Regions from separate parts of the Sus scrofa genome. Here region 2 is linked to region 1. A link is a contact called in public Hi-C data. All regions are on one chromosome and are shown on one strand. Each heading gives the region's core, a stretch centred on a gene start, on an enhancer-like site or on the middle of the called end of the contact. The rest is flanking DNA. Distances are from core to core; before and after follow the strand shown.

The links. Hi-C and Micro-C count contacts between places; a contact is called where the count stands out from the background.
Region 2: a Hi-C map of skeletal muscle shows a contact between it and region 1, with 2.7 times the contacts expected there. The contact joins two enhancer-like sites. A contact is called at or near these places in 4 of 47 Hi-C or Micro-C datasets (embryonic fibroblasts, fetal skeletal muscle and skeletal muscle) and 1 of 2 datasets of contacts at active chromatin or transcription factors (alveolar macrophages).

The regions. Positions count from the first base shown.
Region 1 is chr13:110,322,636-110,328,251 of Sscrofa11.1, reverse strand. All of the region lies in intron 1 of PLD1 (phospholipase D1), which reads left to right. Among named protein-coding and RNA genes, the nearest start is that of PLD1, 51 kb to the left of the region's middle. Within about 2 kb of position 1,486, at least 44 of the 83 cell types and tissues checked have an H3K27ac peak or open chromatin away from gene starts, as enhancers often do. A contact at or near this core is called in skeletal muscle, where this site is marked.
Region 2 is chr13:110,407,812-110,413,535 of Sscrofa11.1, reverse strand. No RefSeq gene overlaps it. Among named protein-coding and RNA genes, the nearest start is that of TMEM212, 3.7 kb to the left of the region's middle. Within about 2 kb of position 3,560, at least 24 of the 83 cell types and tissues checked have an H3K27ac peak or open chromatin away from gene starts, as enhancers often do. A contact at or near this core is called in skeletal muscle, where this site is marked.

The DNA.
Region 1 (5,616 bases), core at 237-2,736:
GTATTTTCATATCCTCTATAAATATTCCCCCCTGGGAGAAAAAACTTTTCATAATTACTACCACACATTGTATTTAACATTAATATGCTCCTATCACTGATCCTTTTCTTCCTTTTTGTTTTTCTTCCAACATCACGGTATTATATTCTGAGGTTTAACTATTTCAGTTTTTCCTTAATTTGGCCACCAGGTGGGGCACTGGCTCCTTTATAACGTCTGGACAGACCGGCTAGAGTTTGGTTTCCTCACTGAGATGGCTGACTTGCCCCTCCTCATTCTGAAGGGACCCCCTGGAGAAACTGTTGAGCCTTGTCTCTGGGAGTAGGTGGGGGAAACTGGTTGGGCCAGTGTTAGATCTGAGGGAATCTCAGGGCTTTTCAGGCCTGATCTTGTTGGGTTAGTAATAATAGTGGCTTACATTTCATAGGTTTTGAGTAACTTGAATTTTGCCAGAAATACATGTAAACCTACTTGGCAACAAGTGAATCAAGTTTTCCTCAGATTATCTGGTCCCATCTTGATGGCTCAAAAGAAACGTTAAATGTGGCAACCTTGACTGTTATGTTAAACAGGTCTTATTTAAATAAAATAGAAATTGTGGAAGCAAACCATTGCATTTAAAACTGTTCTTGGAGGTGAAAACTAGGGGAAAATTGTGTATAATGCGAATACTTAATGTTAAAAAGCAGATTATGAATTTTTGCTTTTTCTTCAGCAATATGCTGAAACATTATTGACTGTTTTAAGATATCAATGCCTTATGGAATTATCAATTACATTTTTCTAGAATGAAAAACAAATTTAAATTTCTTGCTTTGAAACCCTCATAAGTCATAGTAAGTCCCAATTTAAACCATAAAAAAACTACAAAACTCCCAGCCAAATTTACCACCCCCCAAACTTTTAAATTTTATAATCTACCTGTAGATGGTAAAACTGAATTAGGAGTGATTACCAGATTTATAGACACTAAGTCAGAATCGGAAGTTAGAAGGCTCTTTGATAAGCATTCCTCTTAAACTTGATTTTTAGAGTTTAGTGATTAATTAGGTTTCATGCTTATGTAATGTATTATAAAAATCTAGAACTAGTGGTAGTATGTGACTGTGATTCTCAGAAATAATAATTTCATGTGTCCCTTTTAGGCAATGTGAAATTATACTGCTATATGTCCCATCACCACCACTGCCAACTTGGGCAATAATATACAACTCGTTTATTGGCCCTAAGGGAGGGCAGACTGTATTCTTCTTGTTTAAAATGAATGAGTTGCTTTAGTACAGCGACTGAGAGGAGAGAAGGGAGTGAGAGTGCTCTTTGTTTAAGTTGGTGTGTTACAGTTTTCTTGGGCAGCAAGTATGAAAATGAAGCCCAAGCCTTAGCTCATTCTGCATGCGGGTTTTCTTTCTCACAGCAGCCCAGTGTCTATTTAACATATGGGAGTGGTTTCATGTTCATTACTAAAGCTTATAGGCTAAAGTGCTTTGTGGGCTTGGCTATGACTTAAGTTGCCTTTGGGGAGTCAGCCAGAAAACGGGGCTTGGGAACAGCCTGTCTGTGGACTCTCTGGGTAGTCAGTTTTTTTCCCCTCTCAGCTTTCAGCTGCTTTGGAGATTAGTTTCATAGTAAAGATTCTTTCTTTAAAGCAATATGAAGCGACTGCTTGCACAGGGGCACCAGGTTAGTAAATAACGTTTTGAACTTTCTGCTGCACAGGTCAGACTTTCTTTCTGTCCTCACAGGCGAAAACATGACAGTCAGCAGAGTGTTTGTGCTGTTGCTGTATTCTTTTAGAAAAGCGTATGAGTTCGTTGATCCTATGGAGGTTTGGGGGTTATGGCTCTCCTTATAACATATGCATTGTTGGACAGTAGATCATGCAGGTAGAAGCCGAGAGGAAATGACATGTATGTGCTGGATGTGCGGTCTAGAGAACAGTTCTTGTTTGTATGCATTCCCGGTTCCTTTTTCAGAATTCCTTTCTTGGTGTCTCCCCATTATATCTTCTAGGAATAACTATGCTCTTAAACACAGTTAATTTTACTTTTTGGGACATTAAGCAGCAGCACATTGCACCCCAGCCCGCGGTGTCGACCCTCACACACTTGTGCATGCTTGCCTGATCCATGGTTTTTCTCTGGGCCCTACTGCTTATAGTGACAGGGAACCAGAATATCATTTCAATTTTCTCTTTGAAAAGTCTGGCATTTTTCTAGAATGCCTCAGAAAATACCTGCACGACCGTTGCTGTGGACAGAGCATACAGATGGATTAAACTGGACTGAATCCCTTCCCTTGTCGTCACTGTTTTTATTCTTAAGGGATTCCTCCCAATCTGAGATGACTCTAGGAACAAACACGACTGTCAAGACGGAGTGTGCCTTGTAAGGCATAAAAGTATCGCTAATAATATGAAAGTAAAATTAAGTCAATAAAGCAAAGTATCAAGAGAATATCTTCCTTAATTTCAGTAACTTCAGCATCTAGAGAGCGATGTTACCTTTGTTCATTTGTCACGAAAGCAACCCAGCGTGAAATTGTTCCACAAGAGTAGTTCGATTTGATGGTGTTTTCAAGTTTGCAACACTTTATGAAGTAGATCGGCTTTTATGTTATTTTAAATATGCTTTAGTTCAAGGTAGGCACTAGTGTCTTAAAGTATATTAAGATGCTTCTATTATTGCCATTTTCATCTCTTTTTTTCTCCCCCAAAGGGAAATACAGTGTTTCAGAGAGGGTCTGTTCTCTTATGTTCTCTTCTGTTGGAAAATATAAAATTGAGGGAGAAAGGAGACAGAAGTAGGTACTTAAAAATTTTTGAGGTGATTTGCTAAACTTTAAAGATCCCAGTCCCATCTCTGCCGAGACTGCAGTTGTAAAGTTATGGCTCCACGCCGTCTCAGAATTGCAAAATCGATTGTACTTTATCCCCCCAAGACACAGCTGTACAGCTGTATTATTGCCCGGGCCTCTGCAGATATTTCCTTCAGCAGAAGTCGTCAAAAAAGCAGAGATTGCTATGACTTGCTTAATATATGCCATTATTGCAAATAATATGCTATCATTAATTATTGTATGCTATTAACTTAAATTTAAAGGAAGGCTTTTGTCAATCTGATTGTCGATCTACTTGATGATTTTAAAGGACAATGTTAAGATATTTTACGTGTTGATTTACTTGCTTGTGCTGAGTTGGCAGGGATAAAAGTCTTAAAAACTCACAAAGCTCATTTATGTCTGGTGGGTCTCAGTTTCTGTGTTCCCAAGTGCTTCACAGCCTTTCTTCTACAGATGATAACAAAACAAAATAGCACTGATTAGAAACAGAAATAAACAATGTGGCAGAGGACAAAATAAGAAGGGAAATTCCCTAAAAGCCAGATTTTAGGGTTTTCCCAGAGAATATTCATTACAATAAGTTTCCTCCAAATATGAGGGGGGAAAGACTGTGCAATAGAATGCTGAAAATCTGTAATTTGGAATGGAAGCAAATCTTATTCCTGATTCTAGGCTTGGCACACACATTGCAACTCCTGTTCTCATCTTGCCAGACTGGTTTAGTTTTGCTATATCTCTGCCTTTTGGCTAAAATCAAACAGGGACAGGCATTTTTCCCATTCCCTATCATCTAATTTTAAGTTAAGCTTTGAGCCAATTAATTTTTTTTTTTTTAGGGGCGCACCCCACAGCCTGTGGAGGTTCCCAGGCTAGGGGTCAAATTGGAGCTATAGCTGCCAGCCTATGCTACAGTCACAGCAACACCAGATCCGAGCAGTGTCTGCAACCTACACCACAGCTCATGGCAATGCCAGATCCTTAACCCACTGAGCAAGGCTGGGGATTGAACCTTTATCCTCATGGATGTTAGTCAGATTCATTAACCACTGAGCCACAGTGGGAGCTTGAGAGTCAATTAATTTTTACCCAGCATGCTTTCTTGCTAAGACTCAAGATACTCTGGATTTCTTCTAAATCTCAGATGGCTATGAACATAGTTGATGATCCAGAAGCATGTGATCCTTATTTTCTTTTAAAATGAATCTGAGCTTCGAAGTGGGAGGCAAATCCTTAGGTAAATTATTTCAACATGAATTGGCCCACTCCAAACTCATGAAACATCGGGAAGGTTGAATGTCAGTAGAAGATAAGAACTTGGAGGAAAGAAATCAATAACTAAGAGTCATTGTGCTGTTAGGAGTGGGTTTTCTAAAGACTGATAAACCTTGATAAATACTCGTCTGTTGGCCAGTTCCATTCACACCCCAGAAAGCTGTCATCCCTGCCTTCAGTCTTTGTTTTTGAGGTGCATGTTTTGGGAGCTGTTGGCTTTCAACCTGCAGTTTCTGGTTTTGTCAGATTTGTGTACCCCCCACCTCCCACCTTTACTGGTTCTTGCTCTTAACCTTGCTCATTGAAGATGCTGATATGCCTTGGTCTTGTGCTTACGTATCAGAGAGTGGGCCAGAAAGCAAGGGAGATTGTGATGCCACCCGCTCCGGAAATTCACTATTTTAGTAATGACAGTAAGTGCTAACTTCCCAGAGGGACCACAGAGGCTGAGGTCAGATTCTGCTCCCAGGGCTGTCTGACCATGTACTTCCCCAGGTTCCTCTTTCCTTCTGAAAAACCCAGTTTAAGTTTGACCCTCTGGCATTGCTGGGGGTGATGGGATTCATTCTCCTGGCAGAAGTAGTAGAGGCAGTGGTCAGAGTAATAATATCAACTCACACTCAAAAGGCATTTCCTAAGGGCAGTCCCTGTTGTCAGCCTCTTATTTAATCCTCACATCAACCTTAAGAGGTCAATGGTCTTTATTAGCCCCATTTTACATTTGATAAAACTGTCCCAGGAAGGTTACATAGTTCATCCTAAATCATAGCAACTAGTCAGCAGTCATGGTATTGTGCCTCAGAGGGGTGCTCTGGTGGGAAAAAATGGTACGGGAAGTTGATGTCTTTGGGCAATATAATCCAATCTTTATTATTGATGAGAAGCAACCATGTGAATACTGACATCTGTGCTGCTCTTCTTGCTCAAAGATGCTTCTCTTGACCCACGGTCGGCCCATGAGGCATGTCCTTTGTGTTCTTTTTCCACTGGATGGAAGGTGAGCTTGTGCTCTGCTTTCTCACATGTTCTGCTGGTGACCAGTGACAAGAACCAGTGGCCAGTGGCAGGATATAGAGCTTGCTCATGGTCAGCAAACGAGACCAATGGTGAGCAATCCACATGGAGAATAAGCCCATAGCTTTGAAAACTGTCTTTTAACTACATAAGCTGATCTTGGAACTTTTGAGACTTCTTCAGGCCAAAATAATAAAACCATTAAGGGTAGGAACTTGGATCTTTTGATTGTTTAGCTTTAATTTGCCCTGTATGAGTGTCCTCCTTATTCCTGCCCAGTATGATTTCCTGCTGATAATCAAAGGTCTTGTTATTTTGTCCATGTTTGAAGGCTTTCTGAGACTTAAAGGAAAGCCAAGAATATGAGATATGTATTTCCTTTAAAAACATAAGTGTGTATTTGAAAATGCTGGGCAAATAACTTACTCTAGATTTGCCCAAAACTTAAACATGTGGCAAATATATAAAAATACAGTCATAGGTTAAGGAGTT
Region 2 (5,724 bases), core at 2,311-4,810, 83 kb before region 1:
ACCCAAAGAACATGTTTGACTGTCTCTTCCAAGATAACATCTGGAAAACACAGACCACTTTCTGAAGGGTTCTGATTAAATTTCCTATGCAATATTAATACCTTTCTTCTCTTCCCTTAAGTAAAATGAAGAAAAATCATTTTATGGATGGAAATGTGGCGATTTAGAACATGGATTTTGGAGGCAGCTGGAGCTAGGATCCTTTTCTTGTTCTACTCTCTACCAGGTATGTGTGCCTGGGCAAAGGCAAGTTGCTTAGCTTTTCTAGGGCTGTTTCTTCATATGCGAAATGGGAATAAAATTAGTGTTTACCTTACTGGGTGGTGAGTGTAGGGATTAAATGAGCCAATACTTGTAAAATGCTTAGCACTGAGCTCTGAATAGCTTGCGAAGTGACCTGTGATTTCTTCAGGACATTCCATCTTTAGAGTTCTTGCAGTTTGGGACAAAGGCATGGACTTCATTGTTTCTCTTATCATCGTCTTATAGACATTAGGTCTGACTCTTCTTGATCAGTTTGGTAAAAGCTCCCAAAGGACCCTCCTGAGTACAGTGAGGACAGAGGTGTCTCTCCAGTTCTCTCTTTTTCCTTTCTGTCTTTTTGTCTTTAATTGCCATTCCACAGGGTGGCTCAGATTTTGAAGCAGTTGCTTTCCTGAATATACAGAATCCAGGAAACCAGCTCAGGCTTTCTGGTACAGTTATTTTCCATCTCCTTGCAACACTATGGGAGTATATAGTCTTTCTCTCCCCCCCTCCACCAATGCCACTAGGTAAGTTCTACAAGGGCAGAGGCCTCCTATGGTTTAATAAATCCCCTTCTTAAGACATCCCCAGCATCCAGAATTATGTCTAGTTCCAAGTAGATACTCAGGCCCCCCTTGTTGAATTAACTAGTGAATACATTTGCCTTTCCAGACTTCCCAGCTACACATTTGCCTCCCCTGCCCCAGGTCTGCCCCATGTAGGTCTGTGTGTGTATACCATGGCCAGAGTGTGCTAATGCTAGTGTGTCCCCTTGTTACAGAGGCAAGGGATCTGGGCTGAAGAAAGACTGATTTGTGTTAATGTTTGGTTTGAGCTGTTTTGACTTTTTCCTTTACTTTTTATCTCAAGGTTATAGCTACATGGTATGTCAATCTACTGTGGGTCAGATCACTCTCTCCTGTTTGCATGCTTGGAAGATAAAGGCTGTTGAAATACTCATGTTAAACAGTACAAAGATGGCAAACAACGAGAATATTTTTTGTTTTAATTTGGGGGGGGGTGGCTTTTTCAGTGTTTGTGACACTGACAGGCTAACCCTGACTCTGCCATTGTGACCTGTAAACCTACATTTATCAGTGATTAGACGGTTTGTCCCCATTTACTATAACAAAGACGAGGGACAGAGGCAGAACTAGGGATTTTTCTGTGGGTTTTCCTGGCTACAGAAAACCTTTCCCCACTAATTTCATTAAAGCAAGAGGACTTTCAGGGAGGGCAGCTACCAGGAAAGGAGAGAAAGTGTCGTTCTGCTCCTGGCCCGGGGGTTCCTCTCAGATTGGCCACATCTCCAGTTCCAGTGTCCTGCAGCCAGTGAGGCTCACAGGGCCCCTCCAGGCCCCCTCCCTCTCTCTTGGCACTAACTTACTGGAAGGCGGGTCTGTAATCCCCGGTGGAGATGGTGTTTGTCAAGGTCTCTGCAGGCTGCTTTGCAGATCCTTCACTCCCCCCCTCCCCCCTGGCCCCGGGAGGGAGAATCCCAGCATCTTGGCTGGGGGAGAATGCTATAAGTGCCACCAAACTCACCAATCTATCTTTACCACTGAAAAAATAAAAGCCCCCCAAACCAATTGACATTTAGATTCCAACACTCGCCCATCCACCCCCTGGAAAAAAAAAAGAAAAGAAAAGAGAAGAAAAGAAAAGAAAATGTACCCTGGATCCCCAAAGAGGTGTGATAATGTCAGCAATGCTGTGGGGGAAAGCCGATTTGGACTTTCTCCACCTCTCTAGACACACATCTTCACACGTGAGCCCTAGAAACAGCAGCTGTGTGTGTTCAAGTCTTGGGGGTTATTTTCATTTTTTTTTTTTAAGTAGGTTTCAAAGCTACAGAAGGGGTCCATATTTGCCAAGATGAAAGAAGCTGGCGCTCTAAACGAGAGATGGAAAGAAAATGCTTTATTTCCCTGGCAGCTTCAAGTGACTAGCTTCATTTGTTTACACGTTAGAGAGGTGGTTCCTGTAGCGGAAAGAACATGGCCTTTGGCATTAGAAAGACCTGGGTTTGATATTGAGGATTCCATCTGCTATATACAAAAGGAGTGAAAAAAATTGGAAAATTAATAATCTGCTCACCCTAGCGCAGAAACAGATTCAAGCACAACGGATACCTTTACCATGGAAAATACGGCAGTCACCATCTTAACTGAGCACTGGAGCTTTGTATCACCAACCTCAAGACAAACTGACCTCGTTGACCCCTGATAGGATGCAGTGGAAGGACACACCATCACCTGTGTAGTGTTTTCGGTAAAAATGTTTAACCTGAATCTAATCACAAAGAAACTACGCAACTCAGATTACTGGGACATTTTACAAAGTGCTAGCCGGGACTCCTCAAAACTGCCCATATCATGAAAGATAATAAAAAGGTGACTGGGACAATTGGGAAATTTAAATGTGGAGTTTTTATTAGATCACACCAGTAAGTCAATGTTAAGTATCTTGGGAGTAGGGATGGCATTGTGGTTGCATACGGGAATGTCCTGTCAGTGAAACAAGGTAAGTTCATGTTCTTTCTGCTTGCTTTCAGCTTTTCTGTAGGTTTGAGCATTTCAAATTAAAAGATGGGAGGAAGTAAAGGGGGGGAGATCTATAGCTTTAGTAATGTGCAAAAAAATGAGCATGCTGCTCAATAATCTTTGAGAATATTGCTCAATGTAGATGACAGTACAAAGACTGTAAGGCAAAAACAACTTTGATCCCTTCTGTACCAAGGTGAACCTGTCTTCCTAGCATAGGAACGATGGTGAGGTTGCAGAGCTCACTCATACAGACACACAGGTGGATGTGTTTCATACACTTTTTTGTCTTACCAAATACTGCAGGTTCCTAACCGGCTTAAAAATGCTTCCAATGTTCATTCATAATACATACTTCCCTCTGCTTTTCACTGGCTGTTCAATTTCAACTTTGAGTGAACCCTCTCTTCTCATGATGGCTTGGGGTTTAAGGAGAGCAAAGTTCAGTGTTTATCATCCCTCACTGGGAATTGTCAAATTGAAAGGCTTTCAGTCGGCAAGATGTTTGGACCAAAATAGGGATTTGTACATCAACTTGTACTGACCTAATTCAGATTTTTATCTGCCTTTTGTATATCAGACCCTCAAATGTGTTTTGAAATCATCTGGAGTTTATCAGAGTTTTCCCCTGTTTTTGCAAAGCAAAACAACTTAAGTGTGTCACCCGGCAAACTTGTGCAGATTTGCTGTTGGTTGGCTCTCCCAAGCTCTGCAGCTGGAAGGAAACACTCTTATTGGCAGACGTGCTGTGCCAGGCAGCCTCCTACAGGCTACTGTGGAGATGTCTGTCTTTTGGAAAGGCCGTTCCTATCCTGTTTTATCATGGAGATAGAGGAGCCTCAGATAGAACTGATTGTGACAGCCGTGGTGATTGATTGGTGCTTTGGCCACCAAGGAGAGGGGATGAAACTAAGAAAACAGGAAGAGAGAAAACAGTGGGGGTGTCTGGGGAAAAGAGGTGGGGAAAAGATGGAGAGGAGGGAAGGACAACAAGAGGAGTCAGGACATAGAGGAAAACATTCCTGAGGCCAAAAACAGCTTCTTGCGTCACTCACAGATCCAAAGCCTGGGTCTGGACAGAGTTGATTCCGGGACAGAGGAGCGATGGGAGCCATGGGCCGTCTGTGTCCATTTTACGAGAGAGTTGTAGGGAGGACAAAAGGGACAAATTAGGGGGAAAGGGGGGGGGAGCAGAATGAGAAAGAAGCTGCTTGAGTGTTCTGAAATGTTCTCAGATGATGCTTGTTTTTTAAGTTGTTTTAGGGACAAACCTCTAAGTCCTTTTATATGGGAAATGTATATTCACTCAGTTCCTTGTCTTGGCATTTTTGAAAAAGAAAAGAACCAAATTGTTCAATGAGAAACTAAACACCATTTTTGGGTCTAGTTATACCCAGGTAAAAGGCAAAAGTTAGGGAAGAACAGTGAGATGTGTTCACTAAAGCCCTCTACGGTTGTCATTGTTATTCCCATTTTACAGATGGCAAATCTGAGGCTCTAAGATAATAAATAACGAAAGTGACCCAACTAATTAGTGTTGAATCCTTGCTTTGAACTCAGGAATACCTGACTCTGAAGTTTATAATTTTTGTCTGTCTCTAGTAGATCATTATACAGGTGTACTCCATCTTTTTAAACGCCTATGTACATCTGAAAATTGAGCCATGAAGTATCAAGGCACATAGGGCTGCACTCAATTCAAAGATGATGCTGCATACGCACAAAGGAGACCTGATTAGAACTGCTGATTCCACTCCCAGTTACAAAAAAATAAATTAACCAAGAAGTGAACAAAGAGATTCCTTGCTATTTCTTTTCTAAAAATTAGAACAAGGAGGGAACTAAAACCAAAGTTTCTTTTCTGCGTATTGATGTAAAAATCCCAGAATTTCTATCCAGAGCATTGCCAGGGCTGGTTTTCCATTCTGCAGTGCTTCATGTGTGGGCTCTTGCCCTTAATGTGGAGATGGACGGGGATGGTTACCGTATGGAATGTTCCTGAACATCTGTTTGAGGGAGTGTGGGCTAAAACAAATGAACATGATGAGGAGCAGCCTGGTGCAGCAGAAAGAGACCAGGGCTGTATGACCTTGAGTAAATTAAAGCCTCTTATAATCTTTGTGTCCTCAGGAACATGTGGAGGTTAGACCAGATAATTTCTAAGACTCCTCCATATCTAAGATTCCATGGCTTAAAATAAATCCCAAGGGAGCAAACGTACCTAAGTGGCCAAATTGCCTGTCCCTAAGAAGCCTTTATCTGGAAGAATGTTATCTGCTTGAGGACTGGGAACTTCCAACTAGAGCTTCCCCTCTATCTGGTATGAGCAGTGGGCAACTGGTTCTTACTGGACAGATTTCACCCAGAGTTCCTCCAAGGAGCCTCACTTTGACCTTTGTGGCACACAAATAGCCAGTAAATGGAAGCCAACATCCACCAGCTGGACAATTCAAAGGCTCCAAGAAACAAATTGGTGATCTCAGCCCAGCTCTGGTGACTATGTTATAAAATAATGAAAACTTGTCAACAAGCACAGCAGAGGCTAAGGAGGGCAAGGATTGAAGGAACATAAAACCAAATCACTTTTCCTTCCCAGCTTCTTGAAAAGGGATGAAAAGCTGGGAGGGAACTGATAGCAAACCTTTCAGGCATGGAGTTCCTGGTGTAGATAAATGGAGAGATGAGAATTTAATGAGGATGTGGACGTGGCAGAGAACACAAAAGCAAATCCCCGTCCACTGGCCAAAAGGGACTAGGTTGAGTGAACTTCTTGAAACCAGTTTCTGATTAGTCAGAAAACAAAGCCTTACCTAGCTTTCCGAGCAACAGTTGAAATATCAGCAGCCTCATTTCCTATATATTTTAAAATATAGGGAAGCAACTTAAACTAAGTATGTACAAACCACTGATTCACTCCCTTGCTTCATCCAGGCCT